Regions from separate parts of the Drosophila melanogaster genome. Here region 1 is linked to region 2. The links are chromatin contacts, called in public targeted proximity ligation maps. All regions are on one chromosome and are shown on one strand. The core of a region is the stretch at or near the end of the contact, and the rest is flanking DNA. Distances in the headings are between cores, read along the strand shown. Region 1 holds the start of rdgC (retinal degeneration C). Region 2 holds the start of CG14182.

Evidence for each region.
Region 1: a contact with region 2 is called in a targeted proximity ligation map of the Kc167 cell line, with 5 times the contacts expected there. A contact is called at or near these places in 5 of 107 Hi-C or Micro-C datasets (the D17-c3 cell line, the OSC cell line, the S2 cell line and 2 more) and 1 of 7 datasets of targeted methods (the Kc167 cell line).

The regions. Positions count from the first base shown.
Region 1 is chr3L:20,246,632-20,249,548 of dm6, forward strand. rdgC (retinal degeneration C) reads left to right here and starts at 1,449. Exons shown (of 13, transcript NM_176367.3): 1 at 1,449-1,694.
Region 2 is chr3L:19,978,367-19,981,229 of dm6, forward strand. It overlaps CG14182, which reads right to left and starts at 1,446. Exons shown (of 2, transcript NM_001300194.1): 1 at 1,291-1,446; 2 at 347-1,222. The coding sequence starts at 1,396. The coding sequence ends at 822.

The DNA.
Region 1 (2,917 bases), core at 199-2,698, 270 kb after region 2:
TATTTGTATGCATAGAATGCAGACAAAGTTTACCAATTGCAACGGAAACTTGTGCCGCACGCACATCTGCTAACTGAATTTGAAGTGGGACCGAGCATTCCGTAATCACTAATAGCAGGTTAGCCGCTCTGGGCCCTAATTGCCATTAAAGTTAAAGCTACGACCAACGAAAACCCCAAAATCGTGAAACCACCGTGAAGGAGCAAGGGGACAGCACTCATTTTGGGGCTTTCGTGAGTTTCAGCTACAAAATCCCCTCGAGGCCGGAGCCCCAAAATCACACAGAATGGCCAACGGAAGGCTTGGCGGCACTTGGACTATTAAAACACATACGAGTATACGACACCCCAAAGGCCATGGAACCGAGCAAATAATCAATATAACTACAAGAACGGAACCATAACAGAGCTCTGGGTTTTGTGTAACGATAGTGGAACATATCAACAGAATATCAAGTCACACGGCGCACTTGTTGGTTATAACCATCGATCCTCTTCTTTTCTTTTTGCAAACAGGTGCCAGAAATGCTCGGCTGAATATTGCAAAATTCATTAAATAGATAATTATAATATTACATCTGCAATTGATTCCAAGATATTATATCCCATGAATCTTGTACATATATGAAGTAGTTTTTTAAGCGTATTTAAGTCTATCATTTTCATATTACTATTTTTATCATAAATTTTAAAACTTAAAAAAAGGAATAATATCGAATGATGAAATACTTTTTCGTTTGTTCAACAATTAAAGATGTACATACGTATCTTGAAGAAGAAACCCCTTTAATCTAAAAAAAATCTGTCTTAATGGCTTTTTGTTGATTCCCCTATTTAGTATTACTTCTTCTTTCCCAAACAACCAGCATCAGCCGCACGTCTGGTTGAAGTTTTAACTGGAAGATGCATATCATAAATTCAAAATGCAAACACGAGGACGTTATCAAACTTGGCATCTTTGGATTAGCATCGCTGCTCTGCTCGCTCTCTGGGTTGCACAGAAAGAAAAATATTGATTGATTTCACAAATGGCTGTTATTCAAATACTAACCATTTACATTTGGTTTCATATTTATGTTGCCTTTTCCTTTAATACTAATTACGCAGATGAAACAATTGCGAAATTCGTTAACAATTTAAGGAATAGATATACCCGTGCTATTTCCAGTGTAGATGAAATGGATAGAAGAGAGCGAGAGAGCCGTGCGCAGCCTCCGCTGCAAAATGAACGGGAATGGCAATGAAACGGGGCAATCAGCTGATGCGGCCATCGCTCTTTGTTTTGCTTTCGGGCAGCATGGCGATGGCGGCGAATATGGCGAGAGTGGGAGCGAGTGAGAGGTCGGCGGCGACGCCGGCCGTGGCAGCAGCAGAGCCTTTGGCAGCGACGGAGGCAGCAGCGGAGGCCAAAAAGGATTTCCGAGCTTGTGGCCTGCGTTCAGTTTGTAACGGTATTCCACGCGCCACGGACGCTCGAATAACAAAACGTCGCGCTCCCGACGATCCGTACCCGTACACCAGTACGTATACGTAATGCTCTCCGCACAGAACGCGCTATTTCCGAACCAAAAGCAGCATATGCCTTTGCCATCCCTCCTCTCCCGTCTTTTGTGTTCTTCTGGTTATATCTGTCACCGCGAGAATTTTTGTGTGTGGCTTCATTTAATGCCTTTTGCCGCCTTCTAGATGACATATGTATGTATATGTACATTTGTATATGCATGCATGTACATATCTTATTGTCATCGCTGTTTATCTCTCTTTTGGACCGACCAATTTTCTGTGTTTGTTTACGCTCACGCCTTCATGTTATGGCCACTTGTGCCGCTGGCACGGAATGGTCGCATCCTTAGTGCCGACAGAACTTTCCAACCGAATGGCTTTTTTTATTCGCGCTCTTCCGTTTAGTGCGTCGTTTTGCTAAATTACTAACAAATTCCACGCATTAAATCGGATCAGCAAAAAAAAAGTAAAATCGACCGGCGCGGCGGATGGGAAACACTCGAAAATATACTCACATACAAATGTACATATATGCGAAAGAACATGCATTTCCATACGTTCTATACACACATGTATAAATAGTACTGCTATCAAATGTACACCGAAAAGAAAAGCTGTATTCTATGAATTCAAATAATGCAAAATAAGCTGAAGGGAGAGTTCGTGTTTCTACTTCTTATTTTAAGATATTTTAGCATATTCCATATATTCCAGTCAATTTTTTTAAATGATCCATTAGAACAATTTACAAAATAAAAACTGCTACAAACTGAAAATGTTTTTAGAAAAAAATGGTGTCACTTTTTCGGCCCAAGATATATTTCGTGGTTTTTTAACTTATGTTGCCAAAGAGAAGGTCTGGTTGAATGGAAAAAATAACACGGAATGAAATCGAAGGCGATGACAGCTAGCAGACAAAGAAATGAGGCAAGGAGCAAATTAATAATATATAAACGATTCCATTACAATCCAGAGGTGTTTGCCATATGAATTACTCATGATATTTTGTGTTTCACACGAGTAAGCGCAATATTTGTCTAGTCCACTTATCCATTTGCCTGTTCGTATGTTTATTACGTATACGACAAGTATTCTGCTAAGATACAAGTATGTATATTTCTTACCCATTTGGCGGTGTGAAAACTTTTTTCGAAATTGAGGACACACAAGTGCAGTGTTTTTAAAACAAACAAGGAAAAGCAATAACAAAAGACTAAGCAGAGCAGACTAGGGGAAAAATGTAAATTAAAAGCATTGGGCTACTCAAAGGTGATGAAATTTCAGAGAAATACTTTAAGTGACTTTAGTGAAACTATCATTTGTACAAATTTATTTAAGCAAACAACATAAAGCTTTTAATATATTTATCGAATTTCTATTCAAGCTTAGACAATTTCTTGATGTTTGTTTGAACT
Region 2 (2,863 bases), core at 196-2,695:
CACTCGTATGTATACACACGACGCATGCGCAGACCTCGGGACTCCGCCGAGATCCCTCCTCCAATGTGGCTATATTGCTTCAGTTGCTGTCGCGACCTTCCAAGTGACGGAGCTCCCCGCGAAGATATATGTAAATATATATTTTTTTTGAAGTTTCAATACTAATTCTGTTCAATATTAAATAAGTTGTGTCAATGAAAAACCTGAAGAGTTATAACCGTATTTCCAATAATCGCGAATACGCGCAAGTTCATATACGCATGGACTTTTTAACCGTCTAAATTAAGCAGATCCACATTTACGAAGGAATCAGCACACATTTCAACAATTTCTTAAAAACCTATTTATTTTGAAAGATTGTGAGTTAAATTTGAGCTTCAGACTTGAAGATTGGTGGCACACCGGATTTACCTTAAGCTTTTGAGAACACAAAAATACATGTTTTTCTCAGTTTAAATACAAAATGTGTATTCGTATAACAAAATTGTACTAACTAAATGTTCTTAGGGCTACGCTTATTCCTTAGATATGATCAAGTCTGGCTTACTAAACATTTATCAACTAAATTTATCAATTAAAATAAAATCAGGTTTAAAAGTAAATAATTTTTAAAATGTATCAAGTGCATGAGAGATTCGTGTAGCTCATATTCGAGTTTTCAGCTTATTTAACCTAATTTAAATATGTTAACTAAGATAGAGTGTTTAAAGTGCACCCTACCAATTGAAACCCAAAACAATTAGGGTAAAACAAAAGATGTAACAAATCACAGAGCAAACTGCAAATGAAATGAGGAATCTAGCGATGCCGTGGTCACGTCTTTAGAAGTGCGGCAGGCAGACCTTGCCGGCAAAGAGCTCAGACACGACGGTGATCCACAGGGCCAGGACGAACATGATGTAGGAGATGCCAATCTTGAATGTGTTGGGCAGCTGGTAGGCCTGTCCGCCGATCTCCTCTACGTGGAATCCCAGCGGGAAGACGACGGCCGCCATGCAGAAGAGCACCATGGCCGTGAATCCCACCCAGCGCGCGTACGGAATCACATTCCGGTTGCAGGATGACGACGCCAGCAGAATGACGGTGGTGGTCACGCAGATGCAGCCCACAAAGATGCAGATCAGTGCAATCAGCCACTCCGGCTGCAGTTCGGGTGTATAGCACACTTGCGGTCGGTTATATAGCGTCATGCAGGTCCACATCAGTCCCAATCGGATGTCACCTACAAATATCCCCAGAGATTTAGGATTCATCCAGTGCATCTGGCACTTTCTTGTTTGCCATGTTTACCCGTTCCGGACTCCGTGATGATCCAGTCGGGAAGGGCCAGACTCACAATCGCAAAGACATCGGCCGCCATGAAGAGCGTGGCACTAATTGTCGTTAGTTTATCCATCCTGATCCGAAATTAATATATTTTTATTCCCTTATTTGTGTTTGCTTTTCTACTGCCCGCAATGCACTAAAAAATGCCAAACGGCGATAGCTCTGTATATACTAATCGAATGAACTAGTAATTGGAACTAGCAGTAAAACTAGTTCACAACTAGGCGCGTAAATTTGAATTGGAAATTTAAAACTTTTTCTTGATTTGATGCTGCACTTAAACTACCTTAAAATGTTCAATAAAATTCATCAGATGCTCATCAATAGTAGTATATTCAAATTCTCATTTCATATGGTAAATTCATAAATTCAGTGCACTGATGAACACTGGAGTAAATGTTAAAAAATATAGCAAACTGAATTACGTTTTTGATAAATAAAACCAGACTTAATGGCTTATATTTCCTATTGACTTTTCTTACTAGATGAATAAAATTGCTATAGAAGCAAGCTTATACATATATATATATTCACCAATCCAGTTTGGCGAATCTCATTAAATACGTTTAAAAATTCTTTTATTTTGGCTAGTGCACCTTTATCCCTATTACATTTCCAAGTGTTGGCTAATTAAAATGAAGGGCTTAAAAATGTATTGAAATGTCTTAATGAAATTTACCCAATTTTGACAGCAAAAAAAAACTGCACAAATATTAATTTGGTAAAAGATCAGCTTAACAGTGAGCAAGATTGATTAGGAAGAATAAGGGCCGTAAGTATTCACAAAACTAAAACAAAGCCATCGCAAAAAGTGCATAGAACTTCATCAGCCAGGAATTGATCCGTCTGCCATGCACAGGCATTTGAAACTGGCTGCCTTGTGTGGAAAAATAGAGTTAACATTCCAATTAAAAGTGAGGGAATTGAATGTGGCCACGTCACATTCGCCTGGCCGCCGCTGACGTGTCCTTAGTGTACTCAGTTCGTCCAGGTTGACCCAGGTTATGCCGGCCAGCGCCGCAAACGGGGTGGGTTCCGTTCAGGTGGATAGGTGGATGGGTTGTTAGGTGGATTGGTGGCATAGGTGGCCAGTGGCCATATCTGCCCAGTGAAATCTATTGGGCAAGCCGGCGGTGTATGCCCCATAATTGCCGCTCGGGAGCTTGTGGGTCTGGCTTTTTTTTTATCGCCCGCGGGCCATGTAATTGTCGTATTATTATTAGCAAATTTCATTTGCATTCATTCACATTTCGGATGTGCAACGCAACATTCGCGCGGTTCGGATATCCTCCGGCATTGAATTGGATTCGATTGGATTGGATTTCGTCGCGACATCGAGGAGCCCCAAGCACGAAACTCGATATCAGCTCGAAATCCTGCGGAGGAGGGTCAGCCACAAATGGAGATTTATTTGTTTGTTGATTAGCTCGGTTCCTGTTTACAAATGGATCTAAATTATGATGGGCTGTGGTATCGGGAAATTTGATTCACTTTTAAACACATGAAAGTGAAAGAGTAAGCGAGCACGGCAAGAAAT